2 separate regions of the Arachis hypogaea genome follow, and region 1 is linked to region 2. The links are chromatin contacts, called in public Hi-C maps. All regions are on one chromosome and are shown on one strand. The core of a region is the stretch at or near the end of the contact, and the rest is flanking DNA. Distances in the headings are between cores, read along the strand shown. Region 1 holds the start of LOC112803173 (monocopper oxidase-like protein SKU5). Region 2 holds the start of LOC112803145 (acid beta-fructofuranosidase-like).

Evidence for each region. A called contact is a pair of places that touch in the nucleus more often than the background predicts.
Region 1: a Hi-C map of leaf shows a contact between it and region 2, with 2.7 times the contacts expected there. The contact joins the promoter of LOC112803173 here to the promoter of LOC112803145 in region 2. A contact is called at or near these places in 3 of 8 Hi-C or Micro-C datasets (leaf and an unstated tissue).

What each region holds. Positions count from the first base shown.
Region 1 is chr1:44,015,535-44,022,355 of arahy.Tifrunner.gnm2.J5K5, reverse strand. LOC112803173 (monocopper oxidase-like protein SKU5) reads right to left here and starts at 5,180. Exons shown (of 9, transcript XM_025846689.3): 1 at 4,740-5,180; 2 at 4,349-4,458; 3 at 3,948-4,218; 4 at 3,720-3,858; 5 at 2,618-2,984; 6 at 1,937-2,302; 7 at 1,774-1,852; 8 at 890-1,089; 9 at 414-803. The coding sequence starts at 4,892. The coding sequence ends at 704.
Region 2 is chr1:43,698,549-43,705,734 of arahy.Tifrunner.gnm2.J5K5, reverse strand. LOC112803145 (acid beta-fructofuranosidase-like) reads right to left here and starts at 1,900. Exons shown (of 6, transcript XM_025846649.3): 1 at 1,381-1,900; 2 at 439-447. The coding sequence starts at 1,735.

The DNA.
Region 1 (6,821 bases), core at 3,931-6,430, 310 kb before region 2:
CTTGTATTATTTAACATTTATTAATTATCGCAACAGTTAATGAATGTTAAATAAGACAAATTCTAACTGTTTTTGCCTAATTTTCTTTGGTTACCAAACATTTCCGTTGATCATAATACCTTTCTTTTTTTGATAGTATAATTCTATAAAGTTACCAAAATTGTCTTCACCAAATTATCCTTTTCTTCAACTAGGAAATTGTAAAGCTCGTCATTTAAAACAATTATTATCAGTGGGTGAACATGATAAGTAGTAAAAATATTGTAGAAAGAAGCTCGATATCATACTACCATAAAACTTTCAAATGCCAATTATTGTTGGACAATATTAGACCATAAAAGACATATTAACATAATGGGAAAAGTATAAAAATACAAGATTGAAAGAAAAGAAGAGTAAGGAAAGGAGTAATATCAGTGGAAACCACTTGTGCCATGTTGCATTGAATTGAGTTTTGGATTACATGTCATTAACTACTAACATAAATTATAGGCATTAAAAGAATTGCCAGTCCCAATCAATTACACCTGGAACAACAGACATCAAAAGAAGCTAATACAAGTAGAAAAAGAATACAAGTCAAAAATCACTGCAAGATTAATAATAATACAAACAAGACTTACAAAAAAAGAAACAAAAAACTACGAACTCAAGCCAGAAACCTCAGCACTAACAAGCCAATAAAGCCAGAATTGTGATTCCACTAGAAAATGGGGATCAAGGCGCATACAAACGCCAGCCAAGTCAACAACAGCTTCACTGTATTCTTACCGATTGATGCACCGGAACTAATATGTTGAGGCCTGAAAAAGAAAAAATATGGCATAATTTAACCATTTGCACTGGAAAAGAAAAATGTCTGTTGAAAGAGAAGGATTGGGGAACATACTTCTGCAGTTTCTGAAGGGCGCCGCAGAAAAGGGCATTGTCTGGCATGGGAAGCTCAGTCTTGTTGTTAGCCTCTGGATTGACAACTCTGATGTATGTTTCTTGACCGAGATACCAGTTGTCGAGGTTTTCTGTTCTGAGATTCCAAACTCCGACATTGTCCAGCGAGACTAAAATTGCTGTCCATGCTCCGGGATAAACCTACACCGGAAGACAAGGGAAGACTTTAGGTACATGAAAGACATTGTAGAAGTTCAACGGTACATTTGAAATACAAACTTTGTAATTGGTACTGAAGAAGCAGCATAAAATATTTAAAAATTATCCAGTTATTTTCCCCTTTGGCACAACAGGCTATCCAGATAGCATCCTCTGACCGAGTGGTAGCTACTTTGCTACCAGCTATCATAATTCCGTGTTCACCTTAATCCAGCCTATTAAGTAGCCTTTTCAAGGTTCTGATGCCAATGTTAAGTATCTAAGGAAAGTGAAAAACCATACCTTAAAAACTAGCTGTTTAGAGAGTACCACTCTCCTTCAATACAACATCAAGCATCCCATACTACCCGATATAGGACTTTGGTCACCCCATAATACCCATGTCCCCTAGTAGTATGCTTGCCAATTGAGGTTTTCGAGGGTAAATGATGAAAAAGAAGAGCTTGAAGGGTAAAACAGGTTCAGTTGTCACAACAAGTTCCAACTCCAAAACTGCCTTGTTTACAAAGACTTGAGCAGAAACACATGCGAACAGGAAAAACTAACGACAAAACAGAAGTTCTAATGATGATTTGACTGCTTTTTTATTATTCTTTTGATGACAGATTCATAAACAAGAACATATAAATGTTTTCAAGAACAGGATAGCATTAAATATCAGTATACCTGTGCTGTGGTGCGAGCTATTCCATCCCATTTGTTATATGTGCCCCTGCTATTATTAGTCCACTCCCCATAATCCATCCTGCAGACAAAGAAACAAGTTCTAAGTGATATTGTAAGTTCTGAAATGGAATGGCACACAAATGAGAAGGGAATATATCCCTACCCGACGACGAAAAAGGCATAACCATCCAAGTGATAGGAATGCATCTTGGTGTCGTTGTTTTGCAGTATAATCTCCATAAATCCCCTGTAAGTTCCATTAATCACCGATGTCTTGGCCTGAGGTGGTCCAGTTATAGGATTGGTGGGGAAATCAAGCTTGTATACTCCTTTTAATTTGTACTTGTCAGCAAGCCTGATTGGAGTGGAAGGATTGACAAAAGAGATGCCACTGAGTGTTGCTCGATTCTTCCCGTTGATTTTCTCTCTTGGCTTGTTTCTTAGTACATAAATTTCAGTCACATTGATGGAACCATATCGGAAAGACCCTTGTGGGTTGGGACGAGCACCACTTGCTGATACATTCCATCTGCATAATTAACCACATAATCACAAGAGTCAGTCGTCAAGTTTTTGCTTCTCAACACTCAAATTTAAAAATCTAATCTACATAAATTCTAGTGGTGCTATGACTTAATTAAATGTTGTAGTTTAATATTTGCAAAACATTTAATATCTCCATCAACTGGGACACTGATGTACTACAATAAATTTAACAAATATCTCTGTCACTTAATTTGAAAGTGTTCCTGAAACTTAAGAATGATGAATGAAGAGAAGATAATCAACCATGTTCAGTGGAATAATGGAACAATAATGTTATAGAATTGCAGCATAAAGAGACCTGATGGATCTTGCTTGGTTCATTGAGAAAGTCTTGTCAAATTCATCATCTGGAGGTGGTGGAAGAGGACCATGCGCCTTACCCTTGGAATTTGTATAGCGCAAGATACCAACTCCGGTTACTCTTTGCCAGCGTGATTCGTTCACAAACCTGGCGCTTGCAACGATATAGTAATCTGAACTTGCGTTCTGATCCATGGTTACCAGAAAAGAATAAGACTGTCCAACATGAATATCTAAGCTAGTGTAATTCTGTTGCACTGTATACGATCCCTCACTCTCTGCTAGAAGTAAATTATGGCTCTGGATCCTGAAATTCAGACTTGTTGACACTCCAACATTATGTACACGAAGTCGGTAAGTTTTCCCTGTTAAACATTATCAGAAAAATTCAAGGTCTAAACACCAAGCCTCAGCTATACAAACCCACAATATTGATTCATGAGCAATGACGATATTCAAATTCAAGTACCGTAACAACATTATGGGAACAACAAAATTCTTTTCTGCATATATTCTAACATATTTTTACATGCATTATTCAAAAGATATAAGTAAAGTGTGTGAGTACATGAAACCCTGTTGGCTTCTATACTATTATTTGTTCTAAAATTATTATTCTCAACATTCATATGTCGTCAGGTCCCATGTACCCAAACCAATTTTTTTGTGGGTAAAAGAACCAACATATATTCTAGATATTGCTTCTTTGTTTTCATGACTAAAGTCTAAAGAAGTCCAAGATTCTCATGTTGGAATTATACATGACCATACCATGTGCACATCTCCACCATTCATTAAGCTACCTTAAGATGATGAAAAGTAGACATATATAAAGGGTAATAGAGACAATAGTAGAGATGTGCACAATGGCAAAGAAAAGGTTAAAGAAGCAATGGAAGAGATATGCACATGACAAGGTCATGTGCAACTTAAGACGATTCTTTTCCCCAACATTACATGAACTATACAAGGAGACATTCAAGTCTCTAACTTTGACCCAAATGGTATGAAATGATATCAGACCTAACAAAACCACCAATTAGTTAAAATAGATAATAAACAAAAGAACTCAGAGTTCATATTAAATTTCTTCCACTTACCAGGATGAACATCAAACTGCTCAAAATCAATGCCGTCGGGAACAAGTGTATCATTATATCTATACGGACCCTTTCCATTGATGAGAACACCATCAGGCATCCCAAGATCTTTTCCAGCATCAAGGTCCTTCCTCAAATCCTGCATTCCAAGTATTAATTATTGCTTAGCCTGACCAAGATATTTACTTAATCACTTTCTTCTATTTAATTCAATCAACAAAAACTAACCGTGTGATTGCGAGTGTACCAATCGCCAATCATAATGACAATGTCCCCATGTGGGGTGTCAAAAGGAATTGGAATAATGGGTCGGTTGTTTATAATGAATCCACCAAATCCACCAGCTGCTCTCTGCATATTAAGTGAAGGGAAGTAGAAGAAGCTTCCAATCTGATCCTTAACCTGAAACTGGTAAGTCCAGTTCCACTTTGGAGGAATTGGACAGTTTGTGCCAAGAACACCATCTTGCCAAGAACTTCTTCTTTGCTGAACCCCAGACCTGTCTCAACAACCCATAAACAAATATCCATAAATTCATCTCAAAGCTTCTTTAATTAAGAAAACAAATAAAAAAGATCTTAACTTCGGGAAAAAAAAAGGCAGAGAAAAGAAAAAAGAACACCCTTTACCAGTGAAGGAGGAGGTTCTCATCAAGCTTGTTCCGGACATTGACAACAACGTTGTTGTTTGTTGTCACATTGATGGTTGGACCTGGAAACTTGCCGTTTATAGCAATGACCTGAAAATAAATAAAAAAATACAATGCAGATATATATTATATGAAGAAAGTTTTGTTACTAAAACTGAAAACTAAGTAGCACCTTTCTAATCACTCTACCAAACACTAGAATATAACTAAGTGAAAAAACTCAAAACTACTCATCGTGGCATTTCCACAAAAACCACATAGGCATTTCAAATTTTCAAGCTTCACATTGCTATTTGGTGTGACCTATAGTAGATCTGTAAGTAAAAATCTTGAAACTTTAGGGAATTGAAAATAGAAAAGTAGAAAGCAACCTGTTGAGGAACTCCAAGAGGAGAAGCAGTGAGGTAAGTGACCTCAAAGTTGTAGAAAGCAAATGGATCCTCAGCGTTAGTGAAGTTGAGAAGCAGAGAAACGTTGGTTAGGAAGAAGAAGAAGAAGAGCACAAGAGCTTTAAACAAAGCCATTGGCGTGAGATTCAGAGCAAAGTTTTAAGTTTTGTTGAGTAGACCCTTTATTTTCTTTTATCTGAAATTACATTATCAAATATCAATTTCTATCAGAAAAATAGAACTCCGTGGCAGATAGATGCAGAAAAAGAGAGAGAGAGAGAGAGAGAGAGAGAGAGAGAGGGTTTGAATGGGGTGTGAAAGGAGTTTGTAGTGTAGAGTGGAAATGGATGATGGGTGGAATCAAAGGCTTTCAAGGGGTGACAGCAAGTAGCCAGTTCATACCTTGCATATTCTGTCTTCTCTATTTGACCCTTGTTCCTCATAAATATAGCTTTACCCCCCTTTTTTTTAATACCACTTTTTACTCTTTTTGATTGCTTATTTTAGTCAGAATTTAATTTTAAATGGACGTGATATTAGTATATTGTACAAATGTGGTTTAAAAATGTGTAATACTAATATATGAACTTGAGGTATTTTTATGTGAAGAGAAGAAAAAAAAACAACTTTCATTTGTCCTTTCTTACAAAATATTACCTTTTATGTTAAAATTTGAAATTTATTAAAAGCTCCCCACAGTTCCCACTGAGAAAGATTGTTTGCCTCACTAAATAAGGGTTTTTCATCCTACTAAATTCCGTGTTTTCATATGTGCACAAATGACACGGTTAAACTTATTTCATGACGTATATAGTTATATACCATGACTCTTCCTTATTCAAATAAATGAATAAATTATGTCACTCTCCAATTAATAATGCAACTCACCTTTATTATTTATTATTCTCAAATTAACTTCAACTTTTATGAAATTTTTCTCATCACCAAGAAAAATAAAATAATGAGAATCAAATATAATTTAGAAAATTACATTAATTCAAGAGTGGCATTATTATTAATTAAGGTGAATTCTACCGTATCTTTTATAAAGTAATATGTAATTTATTCTATGTAATGTGTCACTTTTTAATTGGTTATTAAGTTAATCATAGTTAGACTATTTTATAATTAAATTAGTTTTTAAAATGGGTAATTATGCAATTTTTTAAAGTATTAAAAATCGAAACATGAATTTTTTTTTCCAAATCATTTCCAGAAGATGTATCATAACCCTCTGAAATGACTTTTGGCCTTTTACTCCTCCCCTATTCCTTCGTTCTCATCGCGCCTCCCAAGCAGCACCGCGTCGTTGATTGTAATCAAATTATAAGTCAACTGAATAACTAAAAAACTGATAAGGAGTTTCAAGAACGCAGAGAAGATAGAAAACCAAAAGCATCTGTAGTCCTTTTTCAGCCTCTGAATCAGATTTTGCTCATGTCCCTCAATTTCAGCCAGAAAATACCTGAAATCACAAAAAAACATACAAACTCATAGTAAAGTCCAGAAATGTGATTTTTGTATATGTATAAAAATACATATGTACATGATGACTAATTTTAATGTATAAATAATATTTTTATTATTTTTTATATTTATTATACAAAAATACCATTTAAAAATAGATATAATTAGATAATTGTATAAAGAAATTTATACCTCCTCCTCCTCCTCCTCCTCTTTTCTTTCTTCTTTGTGTTTCTCCTCTTTTTTCTTTGCGTTTTTTATTTTCGTCGTTGTTTTTTTATTACTATTGTTGTTGCTGTATTTTTTCTCCTTCTTTTTCTATTGATTTTGCAACATTATGTATTTTTTTCTTCTTTGTTTGATTTTTCCTTCTAAGAAGAATCCTGAGAATATGAAATAAGAAGATGAAGAAAAAGAAGCACCAGAAGATGAGGAGGAGGAAGAGAAAGAGTTTTGAATTATTCAGAACTTATCAGCACACATACACCAAAAATTCTTAAACAATACACTCGAATATCTTCGTATTACACCCAAATATTTTCGTGTTACACCCAAATTTGCTACAAATACAGAAAAATATTTCTTCTAATGCTGCAT
Region 2 (7,186 bases), core at 651-3,150:
TAATAGTAAAAATAAAAATACTAAAAAAATTAAAAAAATATATCTTTTTTGAGAAGTTACCATTTTTATCCTTTTTAAAAAGATTTTTTCTTTAAAAACAAAAAATGTTTTTTTAGGTAATAAATAAATAAATACATACTTTTATATTATTATACCTAAATATAAAAGATTTTTTGAAAAAAAAATCTTAAAAAAATATCTTTTTTTAGAAGTTCACCTAAATAAACCTTAATTCTATTGACTAATAATATTAGTCTAACGCACATATATAACATTACTAAAAATAAAATTTTGTTAACAAAAACTCAAAATTGTGCAAGTAGGGCTATTTTCATTCAAATTATTTCAATATATTTTTCTTAAAGCGTACTCTTTTTTTTTTTTCTTTACTTATAAATATATATTCTAAACTATAAAATAAGATAAAAATCCTCTTACCATTAGGATCTGAAGGGAGCCAAGCACGTTTTCCACACCATCAGAGCAAATCAGAGAAGCCAGACAAAGATAAGGGACGGAAAATGTTAAGTTGAGATAAGAAAGTCTAGAATAAAAGTGCTTTATAATTTAAATTTAAATGAAAAGAAATAATTTTTATTGTAATACAGTAATAAAATATATTGCACCTGAACATATATTAGAATAGTCGTATATTTGGTAATTATTTTTAGTATTTTTAGAATAATTTTGTATTAATAAGAAATGAAAAGATCGGAGACTTAATGAATAGCTAACAAGTATCTACCTGTTTTACAAAATGTGAGTATACTCAATACTTATTTCATTCCAATACAATTTCCATTCAAATAATTTTTCTTTTAATTTTAATAAATAATTTTTCTTTTAATAAAAATTTCTAAATTCAAATTTTGAAAGAACAAAAACATAATTTTTTATATATAAAGAAACGTGTACCAATCCCTCCTATTCAATATTATAGTTGATTATGTTTGATATTGTCGTCACTTAACATTTGAATTTAGCTTGTGTTTAAACATGAAAGATATATAATTGCACGTAGGTTTGCCTCTGTTCCATCTCCATTGTTCTATCTCCATGGAACGTAGAAGACCAAACAAACAAATAAAAAAAAAATTCATTTTATTTTATTTTTAAATTGATTGAACATTTTCGTTTAAAAAAACAAAAATGTTACGCTAACAGAAAAAATTAACTATCAAATTAAATCATTATATATTTATGTATGAATACATAAATTGTTTAGTTTATTTTTAATATATATTTTATATAAATAATTAATTTAGTGATTGTTATGGGGTATACATATATGAGGGCATTAAAAAAACATATAAATGCTCTTTCTATTGATTAATTAATTAACAAGTATGAAGGAGAAGAAGAAGAAAGAGGAGGCATTACCGTTCATCCAGTTCTTATCGGGCTGGAAGTGGAAGGCAGTCCTCTGCCACGAGAGCATGGTGTTGCTCCAGCCAGGGAATGGCTTTGCTCCCAAATGCCTATTGGTCTTCTCCGATACACCGGCCGACACCCCTCGCGAAAGAATTGGCTGTCCATGCGTTGTTCCTTGAACCGCACAATACAAGGTCTCCCCACTATATGCATTGTGAAATCCTATCAATGCCGCTAACGAAATCAGTACCAAGAACCCGCACACTGCCCCAATCACAACCCTTCTGCTCGGTTGCCGAGACCCTTCTTCATTTCCCCCGTTCAGCAAGGGCACGTTCACAGACCAACCCTTCTCTTCTCCCATCTTCTTTTATTATTTTTCCAAATTTTGTTTTATTTTTTTTTATTTACGAGAATGGAGGAGAAAGTAGAAAACTAGAAGGAAGAGGCCGCAGGTGGTTTTATATGAGAGGAGTTAAATTGAAGCCAAACGTGGGGCTCTGTTTGTTTCGTGTGTGTGTGGAAATTGGAAAGAGTTCTATTAACGGGAATGGTCTGTGGAATGCACCAAACAGAAAAGAGAGGTTTTGTATTATGATGCTAATTTAATTAGCTACATGGAAGGGGTGGGTTAACGTGAGAGAAATGCCAAATCACATCACATGAATAATTGAAATTGGTTGGCCAAGAATCCAGCAATTTCGTTAAGCTTTTGGTATAGTTTCAAGACTGTTATTTGTTTATCAAAGATAATATATTCGAGAGAGATTTTTTTTTTCTTTTATAAAATAAATAAAAATTTTAATTCCCAAACCTAATTAAAATTTAAAAATACATTATTATTTTTCAAGATCCATTTTTTTGTGTGTTTTCATAAAATTCAGCCAATTTACTTGGATCATGCTATAATTTAAATCCTATTGATATATTTTATTTTTTTTAATTATTTTTATTTTATTTAAATAATTTAATATTTAAATAGATATAATTTAAATTTAACAATTTAATTTAATTTGATAAAAATAAACATAACCATAATATTTTCATATTATTAATTATATTTATTTATTTTAAAAATTAATAGTTTAAAATCATCAAATTTGAATTAAAATATAATTATACTTATAGTACGCGTACGTTTATTTAAAATTTAAAATTTTCAAATAAATCTACTTTTATTCATTGTAAAATTATTTAAAATAATACGAGTACGTTTATTTAAATTAACAAAATTTAAAATAATACGTGTATGTTTATTTAATTTAAAAATAATACAAGTATATTTTTTTAATTTAAAATTAATAGTTTCAGATAGTTAACTTTTTGAAAACTGGATAAATATAATTAATCATATGAGTACAATAATAATGAGTATTTTTATTTTTATCAAATTAAATTATTAATTATTTAAATTATATCTATTTAAATTTTAAAATTAAATTTGATAATCTAAAATTTAAATTATTTAAATAAAATTAGACTAATTAAAAAAATAAAAATATACCAATACAATCCAAATTATACCATAACTCGAGTAAATTTGCCAAATGCATAAGCAAATTTTATATAAATAGACAAGTTTGTCTATTTGTTAAACAAATTTTATGACAACACCAAAAAATAGATATTAAAAAATCATATATTTTTAATTTGTTTTGGAAATTAAAATTTTTATATTTTATAAAAAAAATTGGAAAAGAAAAAATGAGAGTGGAATGCAATTATGTCTTAGTTTTAATTGAGTAACTATGGTATCACGTGATCTTTTCACATGCTAATCGTTAATTTAGTTATTAGAGAAAACTAAAAAAATTTGGTATTCTAGCTGGTATTGTTTTGGAAAATACTCTGAATCATAGATACTGATTTTATTTTATCTAAAATTAGATGCATTCTTTTTTTTGGCTTTGTATCTATGAGCTAAGCAAGAAGTTGACAAGTGGACAATAAAAAAAGTGCTATAGTTTTAATTACTATATGTACCTAATGGAATTAATTTTTAGATTATTAGGAAAGAAATGTAAAGTATCTTTAATTACAAGAATATAAACTATTATATGTAGAATATTTTGGTTTTTTACAAAAATAAAAAATTTCATGTTTATACTTTTTAACAATTTTTAAATTTTTTACTATTTTAAACATTCAATTATTATATGACAGACAATAACTGCGACATAAACTAAGAAACGATAATATAACCGCTGCCATTGTAATATTATTATAGTGCAGTCTCTGACAAAATTATTATATGTATGAGAAAGATAGTGATTGTTGTCTACGATATTGTATCGGAACTTCTTGCAATATATATATATATATATATATATATATATAAAGATAGTGATTGTTGTCTGCGATATTGTATCGGAACTTCTTGCAATATATATATATATATATATATATATATATATATATATATATATATATATTTCATCCCTCTTAATAACTTTCACCTTTCATCAATTCTTTATTCTTTTTCTCAAACTCAATTTTTCTAAATAACTAACGAGTGTATGGTAATTCACTACAAAAAATAGGGTTAAAACGGCGATTATTTTTGGAAATTATAGTAGTTAGAACCACCATTATTACCAAAAATGACGCCTCCAAAAAACGCCGTTATTTTGGGTGCCATTTTGGTTATTATGGCGGTTTTGTGAGGGTTAAAATAAAAGTTTTTTGAATTGTTTAAAATGGCGGCTATAACAGCCGTTTTTACCAGGTTATAATGGCATCTTTTGTGTTTAAAATGGCAATTTCTAACCGCCGTTTTTACTGGGTTATAATGGCATCACTTTCGTTTAAAATGAAGTTTTTAACCGCTGTTTTTACCAGCGTATAATAGCATCGTTTTCATTTAAAATAAGGGTTTTTAACCGCCGTTTGTACCTAATTATGATGATAATTTTATGCTTTTTAAAATAAGATTGAAACCACCAATTTAAAGTGATATTTTCGAAACTCACTCAAAAATCTCATAATAACCAAAAGGCATAGCAATAAATCAACATTATAAGATGATTTTTAATTCATACATGATCCAAAAGTCATAATCCAAGTCATAATTGAAATATCATAATCCAAAAACAAAGTATCAAAGTAATATTTTTCAATAATACGTCTTAACATATAATCCTTAATATACGTCTTTAACATATCAAGTAAGGTCATGCTTCCTTGTTGCTTGTTCCAGAAGACATACTTCCTAACTCTTTTGGTGATGGAATCTCACTCTCTTGATCAAATTCCTACAACAAAAATATAATTATTATGAGCACGAAAAATGCAAGAAAAAGAAATATATTAATAATAAGTGAATAATTATGAATTTGAATTCATCTAAAAAAATTCACATAAAAGAGCAAATTAAATACGAAAAAGATTTCAAACACTCATCATACACACTAAATTAAAAAAAATCAATCAAAACCAAAATATGAGAAAGATTTCAAACACTTTAATTAAGTCCTTAATAATAACCGAGGATTATATAGTAGTTCAATAATGAAGTATTTAAATTTCTTTCATTCAATACAGGCACACATACATGTTAATTAATTCTGATCTCTGAAAAAAATTTATATGCTTCATCACTGTGAGATAACCTTCTTATTCATTAATCAACAATCAAATAAGCAAATTAACTCATCATCCATGCATGCATATCTCTCTCTACATATTTCGAAGCATTAAATTTGCAACCATAATTTAAAACCATGATATATATATATATATATATATATAACTTAATTATGGGAATATATAATGCTAGTTATTAGATAGTGCGTGTGTGTGTATATATATATATATATATATATATATATATATATATATATATATATATATATATATATATATATATATATATATAGGAGGAATTGAACTACTTAGTTTCATCTTCATCAGAGCAAGTGGTAATGCATTCCTTCTCATCCTCCAAACCTTCAAGAGAAGGATACGGAGAGGAACTAGCACAAAAACGATTATCCAGACCAACAAAATTCACTTAAACAAAGTACTAAAAGATCCGATAACCATCTACATTTCAGTAATTATAAAAGAATTTAGTAATATATGAGGAGCAACAACAATCCCAAACACCATTCTATGTAGGCTGTAGCATATTAAAGCTATAATTGATACAGGAAACTATATCAATATTCAACATATTTCTTGTAATGTTTTTAATTTATGAATTAATCCATAAATAGCTATAGGATTATAACTTCCTAATCTAACAACATTCCATTAATGAATTGAGGAAGGATTTCCTTACTATGAACCTAAGAAATACTGAAGGAGATAAAGCAAAGAAAAAAAAAAGAGGATAATTGTATTTGTACCTGTAAAACTTGTTAAATAGAGAACATTCCAGCTAATTGTATTGGAATTTTACTTCCTTCCTTAGAAGCAATATAGGAGACTAGCACTTTCAATTGCGCTTTAACGGTATCCAACTCTTCTTGCACATTTGGACCACAAGTAGATGATGTGCCATCATCATTTGAAGAACCTAAATTCATTTGACTAATCCTTGTAATGTTGTTCTTGAAAGCAATTGTTGGAACATCTCCCATACCTAAACCTCGAATACGACCAAGGTGCTCTTTCCCAAAAACTACTCCAAGAGCATCAACAGGAGAATTAACAGTTGATTCCATCAGTTGTTGGCTGCTATGTGCTTCAATCTTCTTCTACATATATAAAAAGAAAAAGAAAGAATAAAAAATAGTATTATCTTATAAAAAAGAAAGAAAAAAAATACAAGCAAGTTACTTATTGCAATTTAGTCTTACCGCTATTTCTTTAACCTTTTCATTAACATAACATCCATCTATTTTTTTTTTTTGAGTAATGTCCCACATTTGAACCCTACTAATTTCTTTTCCCGTCTCTTCCGTCTAAAATTTAAGAAAAGTAGAAAAACTCGATCAAAAAATAGCAGCTTGCTAACTTCAATCATGTATATATAATTCATCTAATTATTATTTTTGATAGATTAGATATGCAGAAAATTAAGAGATAATGCATGCATTATATTTGAGATAGATTAGATATGCATGCATTAATTGATTACCAATTCAGCCCTTCTTCGTGTAATTGATTTAGCACCTAAAGTATGAGGAATTATTTGTTTTTGCCGAATTTTTTATTCCTCTTACAAAGTTTTTGCAAGTTAAATTTGGACACAATTAAATAGAGGCAAACATGCATTCAGCATATAACAAAGCTTATAAAAAGAGAGTCAAAAAATAATAATAATAACAATAATAATGGTTTCAAGAGAGCAAAAGAGTGCAGCACTACTGCATGAGAAGTTATCACTAGTTCATTACCAACTCTATATAAAATAAAATACAAGAGCAGGCAGCAGCAATATCTACTTCATATAAGGCTTTTTAGTGGGTATGTCTAATAATTATATATATTCCAAAGGCTGTAAAAAAGGACAACATTTAACTAGGAGAGTAAGTACTTACCTGAGTTTTAGGCTTCAAACGATATTCTACGAATAAAGCCCATTAATCAGGAGCAATATCTTCTGGTGCATTATTTATGATCTTGGTTTTACTCAACCTCGGATCATAAAAATCATTCCAAAACTTTATCCTATGTTCCCTTCATTTTTTGCCAAGCGATTGGAGCAAAAATTGTTTGGCCAAGTTATCACTTATTTTGAAGCAAAATCGAGCCTTCAATATTATAACAAAGAATATATATTAACCAGCAAATATAACTAAATAATGGCAAAGAAATAAGCTTTAGAGTTTGAGTAATCTTCTTACTAGAATAAAAATATTCCATTGATTTT